2 separate regions of the Sus scrofa genome follow, and region 2 is linked to region 1. A link is a contact called in public Hi-C data. All regions are on one chromosome and are shown on one strand. Each heading gives the region's core, a stretch centred on a gene start, on an enhancer-like site or on the middle of the called end of the contact. The rest is flanking DNA. Distances are from core to core; before and after follow the strand shown.

Region 1 (6,505 bases), core at 1,940-4,439:
AAAGGAATCATGGGCCGGGCCCAGGTGAGCCAGGCCACCTCCAGAGGCACCAGGAGGGAAAATCCAGCCCCAGTGGGGGACACTTACGTTTCGTGTGTACCAAAAAAGAAGATGGGGTACTTGTTGGGTGGGGGCTTCACAGCACCGTCGGCGATGTCATCGATCTGCAGTGAGAGGTCAGTCAGGGGTGGCTGGGGGCAGCTTCACCCACTGACCCAGGAAATCAAGAAAGCATGCTGGGAGGAGGGCAGCCTTCAAAGGAAGAAGACGCAGCACCTTCCAATTAGGCATCTGCATTCTTCCGTGGAACCCCTAATTGCATACCTGTCCCCTCCCCCCAGGGGGCTCTCTCCACCCTCAGGTTAGGAGTTTCACCTGGGGAAAGCCAAATACGGTCCTCTAAGCAGCCAGGGGGTGGGGCCAAGCCCAGCTTCTACGAACTCCTAGGACACTCCCACGGGACCCCCACCCGCAAAGAGGCCATCAGTGAGGGGATCGCTCTCCCAGAGGCAGCAGCTGGCAGCTCCAAGGATGCAGAGGGTGGGGGGTGGGCTGCAGGAGACAGGCCCAGAGCATCCAGGAAGTCCCACCCTCTCCCTATAGGCCCATGGGCTCCGGCAGCTGTCAATCACCCCCCTACAGGAGGCTAGCAGCCCCTTCACTTCCAATCAGGTGCTTGGAAGTGTTCTGGGCTTAGAGAGCCGGCAGGAGGAGGGGGGACGGAGAGGGAGAAGCTGGTACTCTGGGAGGAAGGGAAGTGCCCATAAAGTTTTATCACTCCGGTGCCCCCAAGAAAGTAAGCCCAAGCAAATCAAGTTAGAGTGGGTTCTCTGGTCCCCATTACTTCCTTCCCATGCTCTGTAAAGCCTGGGGGCTGCTGGAATCTTGCCTTCCCCCCCCCCCCAGCTTCCTTCCTCAGTTCTCTGGGCTACTTTTCAAAGTCCTTGGGCTCTGGGCTGCAGACATCCATCCCAAGCATCCCACTCCTGCACAGAAGCATCCCCAAACTCCATCACCCTGAGGACCAGCCTGCCATGTCTTCCAGACCTGGTTCTGCTCAGACCTCACCCAGGACCCGCCTCTGAGCCTGAGGCCCAGATATCCTAGTGGCGGCACCAGATGTGGACTGTTCTCAGGGCTGCCTGGTTAGCAGTCCCCAGGCCCACTCCTGGAATCCTGCGGCGGCCTCTCTTCAAACAAACACCCAGCTCTGAGCGGTGCCCTTCTGCTTACTTCCACCCAGAGGGAGGGAGGGTCTGGCAGGGAGTGAGACTGAACTCTCCAGCCACCCCATAGTATGGCCCAGGCAATTACTGTTCTTCTGTTCTAATCAAATTTTCAGCTTCGTCCTTCTACTGTCCCTCATGCTCTACTGCAGCCTGGGGTTCCCACCCCCCAAACTCCTTCAGTCCTACCATGTATATTCCACCAACCTCAGTCCTGGGTTGCCTGGGACCTGGAGATGACAACCACCTCTTGGCCCCTCCTCCACACTGGGCTGCCCCAGAGACACCGCCTGGAGATGAGACTCCCCTCTGCAGATGAGACTCCTTCTCAAGATGTCCTTCAGACCTGGACCCCTCATGTGAGTCCTCTGGATGCCAGCTTCCTCAAAGGGGATTTCCAAAGTCCCCTTGGCCCAGTCCCCTCCCTCAGATACTCTTCTCTTTCCAGCTGAAGTCCCAGTGGCTTGTCTCTGATTCAAGCATCACTCCCCCCAAGCCCTCCCTCCACCCTGTGACCCAACCAGCTTCCTCCACCAGGGCCAGCCTCCTCACAAGACACCTAGTCTCCAGGACACCCCCAAACAAGTCTTATTCCAACCTCTGGTCTCTGATGTCCCACATTTTCAGACAGAGTCCTCTTAGCTCCAGCGACCTTGTGAATATAGCCCCCAGCCCTATTTCCGGCCCTGACCCTCCTGAGCATCTCTCAACCTCGAACTTCTACTTTTCTCCATTACTGGAACCCTTACCCTAGGCCCACCTCGACCCCCAGGCCCTCAGAATTTGGCTTCTTGTTGCCCCCCCAAAGAGGTCCAGAGCACCTCCTTCTCATCAGTTTGAGCCTTCTCCTCAAATCCAAGGTTCTTCAGCTCCAGTCATAGCTACCGACCTCCTTCAAACTTAAACCCTGAGCCCTGAGACCCCAAGTCCCTCAACCCATATACCTCGGCTCTGGGAGCCCCCAGAGGGTCCCCTAATCTCAGCGCCCTCGACAGCCCCGGCGCCCGGGCCCCTCAAGCCCAGGTCCCCATAAAACTCCCGGCAGGTGCGTCCCTCAGGCATGGGACCCTCAGACATCCAGGCCCAAGTTCCCCCATACCTCACGCGGGAGAATCCCTCAGGCTAGGGACCCCCAACCTGCAGGCACGCGAGTACCCCAGGCCTGGGTGCCTCCAAACTCCTGGCAAGCGGGTTCCTCAAGGAGGGGTACTCCCAGACCCCCGGCGCGCGGGTCCCTCAGGCCTGGGGCCCCTTACTGCCCCACCCCCCACCCCCCTGTCGCCTGGCCAATCTCCCGCGCGGCCTCACCCGGGCGGGCCAGTGAGGGTAGCCCTTCATCTTGGCGAACACCAAGTCCCCGGGCTTGAAGGCGTGCGGCATGCTGGCGGCGAGAGGCCCAGGCCGCGGGAAGCGGCAGCGGCGGCGACAGCGGCTGCGGCGGAGGCGGCGGCAGCGGGAGGCGAAGCTGGGGGCGGGAGCAGGGCGCCGAAGGGGCGGGGGCGGCGGCCTGGTTAGCGAGTCGGAGCGTGTTTATTGGCTTGTCTGCCGCCGGAAGTCCCGCCCTCCGACCATCAGGGGTGGGCGACGCCGTCGCTCAGGACCACGTGCGGGGATAGAGGAGCATGGGGACCAATAAGAAGAGGGGTTGGAGCAGAGCAAGTTAACGGGATTGGATAACGGATACAGGCAAGGGGGCGTGACGTGGAGGCCTAATGGGAGGGGACGGAGGTTATGGGAGGTGAAAGAGGAAAGGTGGGAGGAGGGAAACAGGCGGACAGCAAGTGAAGAAGCGGGCAGCCAGAGTCGTTTAGGGCGGGGTATAGGGTAGCGGGGAGGGCATTAGACGGCCATAGGAGGAGGAGCCTTAAGTAGCCAGCATGCTATTGGATATCATAGGAAAGAAGGCCCAATCAATGTAAAGGGAGGGTCATTGGTAGCCTCCCGGTACCCTGAGGAGGGGCTTAATATAGATCTGCAGGCCATTGGATACCACGAGAGAAGCGGCTCAAGGTAGAGAGTGGGCATTGGCTATCACAGGAGGAGGAGCTGAAGCACCTGTCCACCATTGGATATCGTGAGACAAGGTTCAACTCAAAATAGGGACGCGCCGTTGCAGGCTTGAGAGGGTGGGGCTTGGGTAGAGGCGGGAGGTATGGGGGGTTCTGAGGAAAAATAGCCAAAAAAAAGGGCACGAAACACTTATTTCTTCACTCAGGACAAGTTTATTGAGCGCCATGTGCCAGAGCCACAAAATATGCAATATACATAGTAATTCAGTGGAGAAAAATGTATTGAGCACTGCCATGGATAAGTTACTGTAAATTACTATAATCTCTGCTTCAGTATCCCCATCTGTAAAATGGGATTCATAATGGTAGGGATCCTATGTGAAGATTAAATGACATCACCACCCCTAAGGCTCCGGAAACTGTGCCTGGCAGTAGGAAGTACTTGAAGCACTAAGTGCTATTAACCCTGCTTTTGAGAATTCAGTGTCTAGCAGGGCAAGGAAATGTTCATTTCTTTCTAAATAACTCAAAAGTAAAATAGAGTTCTTGAGAAAGAGCTGAGTAATGGCGGAAACTTTCCCTATCCTGGGGAACCAATAGGTTTTTCTCTGAAGAAATAGGTTTTTTTTGTTTTGTTTTTTTGTCTTTTTGCTATTTCTTGGGCCGTTCCTGCGGCATATGGAGGTTCCCAGGCTAGGGGTCCAATCGGAGCTGTAGCCACTGGCCTACGCTAGAGCCACAGCAACGCGGGATCCGAGCCGCATCTGCAACCTACACCACAGCTCACGGCAACGCCGGATCGTTAACCCACTGAGCAAGGGCAGGGACCGAACCTGCAACCTCATGGTTCCTAGTCGGATTCGTTAACCACTGCGCCACGACGAGAACTCCTGAAGAAATAGTTTAACCAGAGGTCAAAGATGATTAGACCAGTGGGTGCTGGAAGGGCATTTGGGGCAGAAGGATCCTATTGTATGCCTTGTGAATATCGATGGCCTGTTTGGGTTTTATTTTAACTTTATTTGTTCCCTTGGAGGCGCAGCAGAAACCAACCCGACTAGGAACCTTGAGGTTGTGGGTTTGATCCCTGGCCTCGCTCAGTGGGTTAAGGATCCAGCGTTGCCATGAGCTGTGGTGTAGGTCTCAGACGCGACTTGGATCTGGTGTTGCTATGGCTCTGACGTAGGCTGGCAGCTATAGCTCCGATTCTACCCCTAGCCTGGGAGCTTCATATGCCTTGGTTGCAGCCCTCAAGACAAAAAACAAACAAACAAACAAACAAAAAAACTTTATGAAAAAAATGGAGGGATTTGATCCCAGGGTACAGATATAATACTTTAGTTTCAAGAAACATCCCTAAGCATGTGAAATCTATCTCAAAAAGACGAGTTTTCTTTCTTTTTTCCAAAGTTAAACCGACACTTACCATATGAGCCAGTAATTCCAACCAGGTGTCTATCCAAGAGAAATAAAAGCAAACATCGATATCAAAACTTATAGAACCAGGGGAGTTCCCGTCATGGTGCAGTGGTTAACGAATCCGACTAGGAACCATGAGGTTACGGGTTCGGTCCCTGCCCTTTGCTCAGTGGGTTAACGATCCGGCGTTGCCGTGAGCTGTGGTGTAGGTTGCAGACGCGGCTCGGATCCCATGTTGCTGTGGCTCTGGCGTAGGCCGGTGGCTACAGCTCCAATTGGACCCCTAGCCTGGGAACCTCCATATGCCATGGGAGCGGCCCAAGAAATAGCAACAACAACAACAACAACAACAACAAAAAAGACAAAAAACAAAAACAAAAAAACAAAACTTATAGAACCAGAGTTCCCGTCATGGTGCAGCGGAAATAAATCCGACTAGGAACTATGAGGTGCGGGTTCGATCCCTGGCCTCGCTCAGTGAGTTAACAATCCAGTATTGCTATGGCTGTCGCGTAGGGCAGCAGCCATTGCCCTGATTGGACCCCTAGCCTGGGAACCCCCATATATGCTGAGGGTGTGGCCCCAAAATGGAAAAAAAAATTAAGATTGTCAATTTTAATTATATATACAAACAGTAAATTAAACAATAAGTCATATATATAAACAGTAAAGTATTTGGATCTAAAATTTGGATCTAACTGGGCATTCCATTTTTGGGTTTTTTTTTTTTTTTTTGGCTACCCAGAGACATATGGAGTTCCCCAGCCAGAGATCAGATCCAAGCCACAGTCAGGACCCAAGCCACTTTAACCCACTCTGACAACCTGGGGATGGAACTTTTGTCCCAGTGCTCCCAAGATGCCACTGATCCCATTACGCCACAGTGAGAACTCCCCGTATTTTTCTTTACTAATAACTGGTCTCCCTCACATTGGGGTAGAAGTTGCACCATAATCAAGGAAGTTGGTGCAGAGGAGTCTAGACTAGGCCAGAGTACAAATGGGGACCCTGAGGCCCAAAGAGGGACCTGCTTGCCTGAGGTCATACGTTCAGTCAGTCTGAGGGCAAGAATGCCACTTCTAGGAATTCTCTTTTGGCACATCAGGCTAAGGATCCATCATTGTCATTGCAATGGGTTGGGTCACTGCTGAGGTGCAGGTTCCATCCCTGCCCCAGGAATCTCCCCATTCTGTAGGCACAGGGAAAAAAAAAAAAAACAACAACCATTTCTGCAGGTCCCCATCTCCAGGGCCCTCCTGATTCAGCACAAACTTCTTTTCCCCCAGACCTGAACCAGTGCAGAAAACCTGGCTGCTCCATGTTGAGCAGCTGAACAAAGATCAAGTTCTTTTGGAAGCCAGAGGACAGAATTCACCAAGTGGGACAGGAGGGTCCCCAAAGTGGCAGGCTGGGCAGGAAGAGGAGAGGATCCACACATTCCCACCAAATCAGAGGCCAGTGAAGCCAATAGTTGAGCCATTAGTCATTACCTAGGGAGATGACATTGCTTCCTGTCCCCTCCTTGTGATAGGACCTACTACTTGACCAGAGTAGGTAACAAACTAGGGAAGTTGCTATCTCATTCTCCACCTAGAACTGCATGAAACATCCCCTACCAGGAGTTCCCGTTGTGGTGCAGCAGAAAAGAATCAGACTAGTAACCATGAGGTTGCGGGTTTGATCCCTGGCCTCACTCAGTGGGTTAAGGATCCAGTGTTGCTGTGGCTGTAGTGTAGGCCGGCACCTGTAGCTCCCATTCAACCCCTAGCCTGGGAACCTCCATATGCTGTGGGTTCTGCCCTAAAAAGCAAAAAAAGAAACATCCCCTACTAATCAGCAGGTAACCTAAGT
Region 2 (5,929 bases), core at 784-3,283, 54 kb after region 1:
AATATCAAAGCTGATGGGGAAATGCACATAATAGAGACAAATCTTTGGATAGGTATCTTGAAATGGCTAGAATAAATTTAGAAGCTGACAACTGCTAGATTTGGCTTAGAAAAGTCTAATTTAGTTATTCTGGCCAATATAAGTTAAAATATATATGTGTAGTGTGTGTGTATGTGTGTGTGTGTGTGTGTGTGTGTATGTGTGTATATATATATATATATATATATATATATATATATATATATGTATATGAGTACTTTTAAAAAGCAGATTGGGGCTTTCTAAAAACTCAACTGTCCGTTAGATGAAGCTGCCCTATCCCCTTTCCAAGCTTGGAATATAAGAAAGGTACCCAGAAGACTCACATATCCTCTCCACCCATTTCAAGATATCATTCTCAAGTTTTCAGTTACCAAAAACAAACAAACAAACAAAACCTTCCCACTGCTAGCTAAAGGATACATTAACTTAGCCACTTAAATTTAAATTTATTTTTAGTTTAACTGCAGGATTTATTGGCATGTCCCTGAGTCACCAGCTTTAATGCAAGTGCAGCAAAAGTGACCTGGGCCCAGAAGCAACCTCAGGTCGATGTAAAATGGATCTCATCTAGGGACGCGGCTTGTTCAAACATATACATAACAATTAACACATTTGTGTATATAAACTTACCACTGCTCTTTATTGAAATTATTTTCTTTCTAGTTTTATTTAGCATTAAGACATCTTTCTCTTTTATGGTATTATGATCATAACAGATGGTGCTTTTAAAATTTTCTAATTAACCATTTAATTGACCCTTACTCGGTCAAATGACTGTCCATGACAATCGGTCCCAACTTTATTTCATAAATTCTATGTCTATTTAAAATCCCAAAGTCTGGAAACAATTAGCACAGTGGTTCTCAATTAGGGGGCCCCTTGACAGTGCCTAGGATACATTATTGTCACAACTAGGAAGGAAGTGTTGCTACTGAGATCTAATGGGTGGAGACCAGGGATGCTGCTAGACACCCTACAATGCACAGGACGGCCCCAAATGTCAATAGTGCTGAGATTGAGAAACCCTGGACTAGTCTAGTTGAGGTCCCTGCCAACCCTTCATTCAAACAACCCACATTTATTGAGCAGCTACTACATGCCAAGCATTTTGCCAAGTGCTGGGGGTAAAAGGAGTCAAGTCGTCTGGTCTTCCGTGGTTCACCACCCCCCATCTTGAGGGCCTGCCAGAAAGCCCCCTCCCAAGACAGAGTAAGGAGAAAGACAGGTCGGCAGCATCAAGAACCCGGGACCCTTATCATCCGGGCCTCTTACCTGGGCTTGCCCTGACCCGCAGACGCAACTGTTCTGGTCCCCGAGCCCTTGTGACCCTGGACCTCCGTTTCTCCACCCAGTTTTGGGGCCGCTGCAGCGTCCAACTTATCAAGGGACACAAACGCACTCGGTAACTTCCAAAGCCGGCTTTTTCGCCTCTCTGGGCCTCCGTTTCCCCTCCTGGCCACACACACCCGTCACCGCAGAGCGCCCTGGAAGGGCGAACTGACGGCAAAAGCGCCGGGAGAAAATGGTCGCGGCTACAATAACGTCAAGAAGAGCGCCCTTTGAGTCCCAAGGCCCTTCCTTGGGACTGTAAGCTCCACGGACCGAACGCGAGGAGCCGAGGAGAGGGCCCGGGACTGGAGGCCCGTCCGCCCCCAACTGCCGCCTCGGCCCTCACAGGCCGCACGCCGCGCCCCCCCTTCCCCTCCGCGCGTGCCGGAACCGACCTGCAGCGGCTCCCCGGGCGCCTGGCGCCCCGCACTCCGGCTCCTCCAGCATTGTCCCGGCAGCGTCTCGAACTCCCCTCAGGCGGAGGAGGCGCGGGCTCCGCTGAGGCGGCCGCTGCTGCTCGCCCTCCCGCCCGCGCCGCTGCTACCGCGGCCGCCGCGCTCGTATTTGGCGGGAACCGCGGCGACCCCCGCGGCCGATGCGCCGATTGGGTGAGGCCGCATCACGTGACGCGCTTCCTCGGGAAGAGGGGTGCTCCGGGAGAATCCTCGCGAGAGCCGAGGCTTCCATTACTCCCAGGGCTCCCCTATTGATATTCCCGCTGAGGGCGGGGTGTCCCCCTCGGCAGCCTGTCATTGGCGGTGAACATGTGCCCTGTGATTGGGGGAGGGTGATATCAATCTGAGAATCGACACTGTTATTGGTTGATTGCTGGGGTATGTGGGTGGGGAGTGGGAGGAGGAAGGGCCAGGTTCCTACGTCGTGACAAAACGCTTTACACAGGGCACCAGAGACAGCCTGAAACTGCGATTTAGCTGAAGACTGAAGTTTTTTTAAGTCGTAATTGGATATAGGCTGCACACATAGCAACAGAAATTAAAATTATGAACTCTTTTAATACGAATAATAAAAATAGAATAAATAAACTCTAGGCATCGCTTCAGAAGCATTTGAGATGCAGTGAATATATTCAGAGGGAACGAATGAAATGAATGTTTCTGGTTTAATCCCTCAGGGTTTTGCATAGGCTGTTTCTTCGCCTGGAACACTCTTTCCTCAGCTCTTTTCCTGGTTGATTTTTACCTAACTTTCAGATCTTAGATCAAAACCCCAGAGAAGCCTTTTCTCCCCTACCCCAACAACATGAAGTTCCTACAACACAGTCATTTTTCTTGGAATAATTACACCTTGTGTTTATTTATTAGCGTGTTATTGGTTAATGAATTAATTCCTGTTTTTATCATTAGCTCCATGAAGGCAAAAATCATTTATCATGGTATCCTCAGGACCTATTGATGACTTACGCAGTAGTAGGTACCCAATATATATATATGAGTGAATACATTAAATACCATTTGATTAAACTGTGACCGGATAAATTAAAAGCCTCTCACAGAACAGAGACCTTCAGAATCAGTCTGTGAGCCTTAGAACAGGTTTTCTTCAGCATCTATTTATCGCTCAAGCAGAGCAGAAGTGAGAATAGTAAAATTTAGCCCAATTTTGGAATTCTATTTATCCTGTAAATTGGATAATTAAATCAGTATGATTGTTGTAAATCATGTGGAAAAATAGGAAATTCGAGGACATCGCTTTAGGCAAGTAAGTCGTGTCTTACTCAAGACCTCAGTTTCTCCCTCTGAACCATTAGGATGTTTTCCCTTCCTTCTCTAACATTCTGACATCTGAAATGATTGAGACTAGTGCATCACCCTTCAGGATGCCCATCAGAATCACATGGAAAAAATTTCAAACTATTAATAATAGCCTCATCAGGATCTTGGGGAAAGAGGTTGGAGCCTGCCTATTGCGAAGCAATCCTCTAATCTAGCCCAGGACCTACCATTGAGGCACTTGGAAACTTCTAGCAATCCTCTGCTTTACAAAAGCACTCAACTCTGTCAGAGATTTTGGAAATGAAATTGCAAGCACTTTAGCTCTGGTCATTTTATTATTCTTCTTTTTGGATTCATTTATTCACTTCAATTCACTATTAATTTCCACTTCATTCAATAAAATAACAGTTGGTTAAAAAAGTCAATATCAGTAAACATTTATCAATCTGAGAAGGCTTCCTGGAGGAGGTGCCATTGCAAAGAGTCCTCTTAGGCACAAGGAAAAGGGAAAAGATTGGGGAAGAATATGCAAGAGAGGAACAATGTTAGCAAAACACATGGATTATAGATGAAGACAGCTGAAATCAGAAAAGGTGATGGGGGAGTTCCCATCATGGCACAGCAGAAATGAATCCGACTAGGAACCGTGAGGTTGCAGGTTCAATCCCTGGCCTGGCTTGGTGGGTTAAGGATCCGGCTTTGCCATGGGCTGTGGCATAGGTCCACAGCTACAGCTCCGATTAGACCCCTAGCCTGGGAACCTCCATATGCCACAGGCGTGGCCCTAAAAAACAAAACAAAACAAAAACAAAAACCCAGAAAAGATGATGGGGGCCAAATTATGCAAGCTTTGTAGGCCATCCTAGGAAATTGGTAGTGTATTCTAAGGCCAGTAGGTGGACTTTAAACAGAGGGCTGATGTGATCTGAATTGTGTCATAGAAGCATCTTTCTGGTTGCCTTGTAGGCAATGAATTGGAGGCAAGAACCTGAAGGTGGGCACATCAGAGAGGAGGCTGGTGGAATGGTCTGATCAGGGCAGAGAAGAGAGTTGGGGGTGGGATAGTGGAAAGGAGGTACAAGAGATACCCTGATGTCTGACTTGGGCAACTGAATAGATGAACACTGGGCAGGACGCGATGATGGTGGAAGGTACTAGACGCACAGAAGAACTGGCTATAGCTGAGATTAGTGAACAGGCATCCAAAGTTCTGTAAACTTAGCTTCTGGAGTTCTACTTGTCCCTTGACCTCCCTCTCTGCAGAAAGGTCTAACCGCCTTTCTTAAGAAGTCAGGCCCACCTCCGGGAGTCCAGGGGACGCTGCAGTCGCTAAGGCTCCTCCTGTAGGCTTGCCTGGGCCCACTCACTGACCGAGGAGGCCTCTGCGGTAGTAGGAGCGCGCTTGCGCCACCCGGCCGGCAGGGGGCGCGCGTGCGCATATGGGGCCGGGGCAGCGCGGGCGCGCGCGCGGAGGCCGGCACCGGAAGTGTGCGGTTGCCATGTAATATCCTGGCCGCGCGAGCGCGCAAAGGGCTGAGGCGGTGCCGGGGCGGGCGCGGAGCTGGCGAGGGGACGGCGGAGGCGGTGCCGTAGGGGCCCGCTGAGGCGCGCGGGGGGTTGGCGGCGCCCGGGAGCCTGTCGCTTGCGCGATCCCTCCGGTTCGCTGGGTCCGGGCTGGAGGCCCGACGTCAGGAGGCAGCATGTCGGTAGCCGGGCTGAAGAAGCAGTTCTACAAGGCGAGCCAGGTGAGCAGAGGCCGAGGCAGGGGGTGAACTTCGGGCCCCACGCTGTTCGGAGCTGGGCCAGACCAGGCCAGGCTTGGTCTTGGCTCGGGAGAAGACTGGGGGCACCGAAGGGGCGGCGTTGGCACGTGTCCCCCGGCAGGATGGGGACAGCCCAGAAGGAATGAGGTCTTGTGCGAGGTGGCCCAGGCCCTGCCCGCCATGTGGACTCCAGTCTCCATGAGAAGAGTGGGCAGACCTTTAAGAGGAGCAGAAGTGCTCCCAGAGGTTGGCTCCGGACGAGGACCCCTCTCCTCCTGTCCTCCCCTCTGAAAGGGCAGGGAGGGGGAAGGGATAGAAGGGGAAGCAGTCCCGAGGCTGTCGACACAGGACTCTTGCCAGAGAGCCCAAGGGCAGGGAAATTTTGTGTTTAGAGTCTTTAAAAAACAAAAAACCTTTTCAGTTGGCCCGTTGCAAAGTTGAAATGGTAGACTGAAAAGTTGGTCTCCCACTTCAGTCTCTCAGGCATCCAGCCCCTCTCCACTGAGACAGGGACTGTCACCAATAACAAAAGATAAGTGTATAAATGTACTCCTTTCCTTTAAAAATACACAAGCAGTGGTAACATAGTCTACATAGACCCATGTTCTTGGTGTTTTTTAATTAAATGTGTTTTGGGGATCACACAAGAAACAGAATTCTCCACTTCAGATCATCCTCTGTTGTGGTGGCAGTCCTGGGCAGTCTGGGGAGTTCAGTAGCATCCCTGGCCCCGACCCACTCGATACCAGGAGCATCCCCCAGTTGTGACAACCGCAGATGTCTCCAGATGCTACCGAAAGTCCTTAGGGGAACCTCCTCCCTTCCCCTCCCCCAGAACTACAGCACTAGAGCCTACCTCTAGAGCCTCTTAGATTTTTGATGAGTATGTGGTATTCCATTCCATGATGTCTGTCATAACTTAACTAGTTGTTAATCAATGGATGTTGTTTCCAGGGGTTTTCTGCTGCAACCAATACTGTAGTAAATAGCCAGGGTCTGTCTCTGCCCACAGGTGGGATTAGATTTGTTGGGTAGGTTACCAGAAGTGGAATGCTGAGTCCA

What was found. Hi-C and Micro-C count contacts between places; a contact is called where the count stands out from the background.
Region 2: a Hi-C map of liver shows a contact between it and region 1, with 1.7 times the contacts expected there. The contact joins the promoter of CHAF1A here to the promoter of UBXN6 in region 1. A contact is called at or near these places in 1 of 5 promoter capture datasets (liver), 4 of 47 Hi-C or Micro-C datasets (heart right ventricle, liver and skeletal muscle) and 1 of 2 datasets of contacts at active chromatin or transcription factors (alveolar macrophages).

The regions. Positions count from the first base shown.
Region 1 is chr2:74,354,333-74,360,837 of Sscrofa11.1, forward strand. UBXN6 (UBX domain-containing protein 6) reads left to right here and starts at 3,190. Exons shown (of 11, transcript XM_003123069.4): 1 at 3,190-3,310. HDGFL2 (hepatoma-derived growth factor-related protein 2) reads right to left here and starts at 2,705. Exons shown (of 16, transcript XM_005661325.3): 1 at 2,535-2,705; 2 at 88-164. The coding sequence starts at 2,606.
Region 2 is chr2:74,409,842-74,415,770 of Sscrofa11.1, forward strand. CHAF1A (chromatin assembly factor 1 subunit A) reads right to left here and starts at 2,034. Exons shown (of 15, transcript XM_003123068.4): 1 at 1,767-2,034. The coding sequence starts at 1,818. It overlaps SH3GL1 (endophilin-A2), which reads left to right and starts at 4,612. Exons shown (of 10, transcript XM_003123066.4): 1 at 4,612-4,849. The coding sequence starts at 4,805. It overlaps LOC106509455 (a long non-coding RNA gene), which reads left to right and starts at 4,857. Exons shown (of 2, transcript XR_001307018.2): 1 at 4,857-5,929.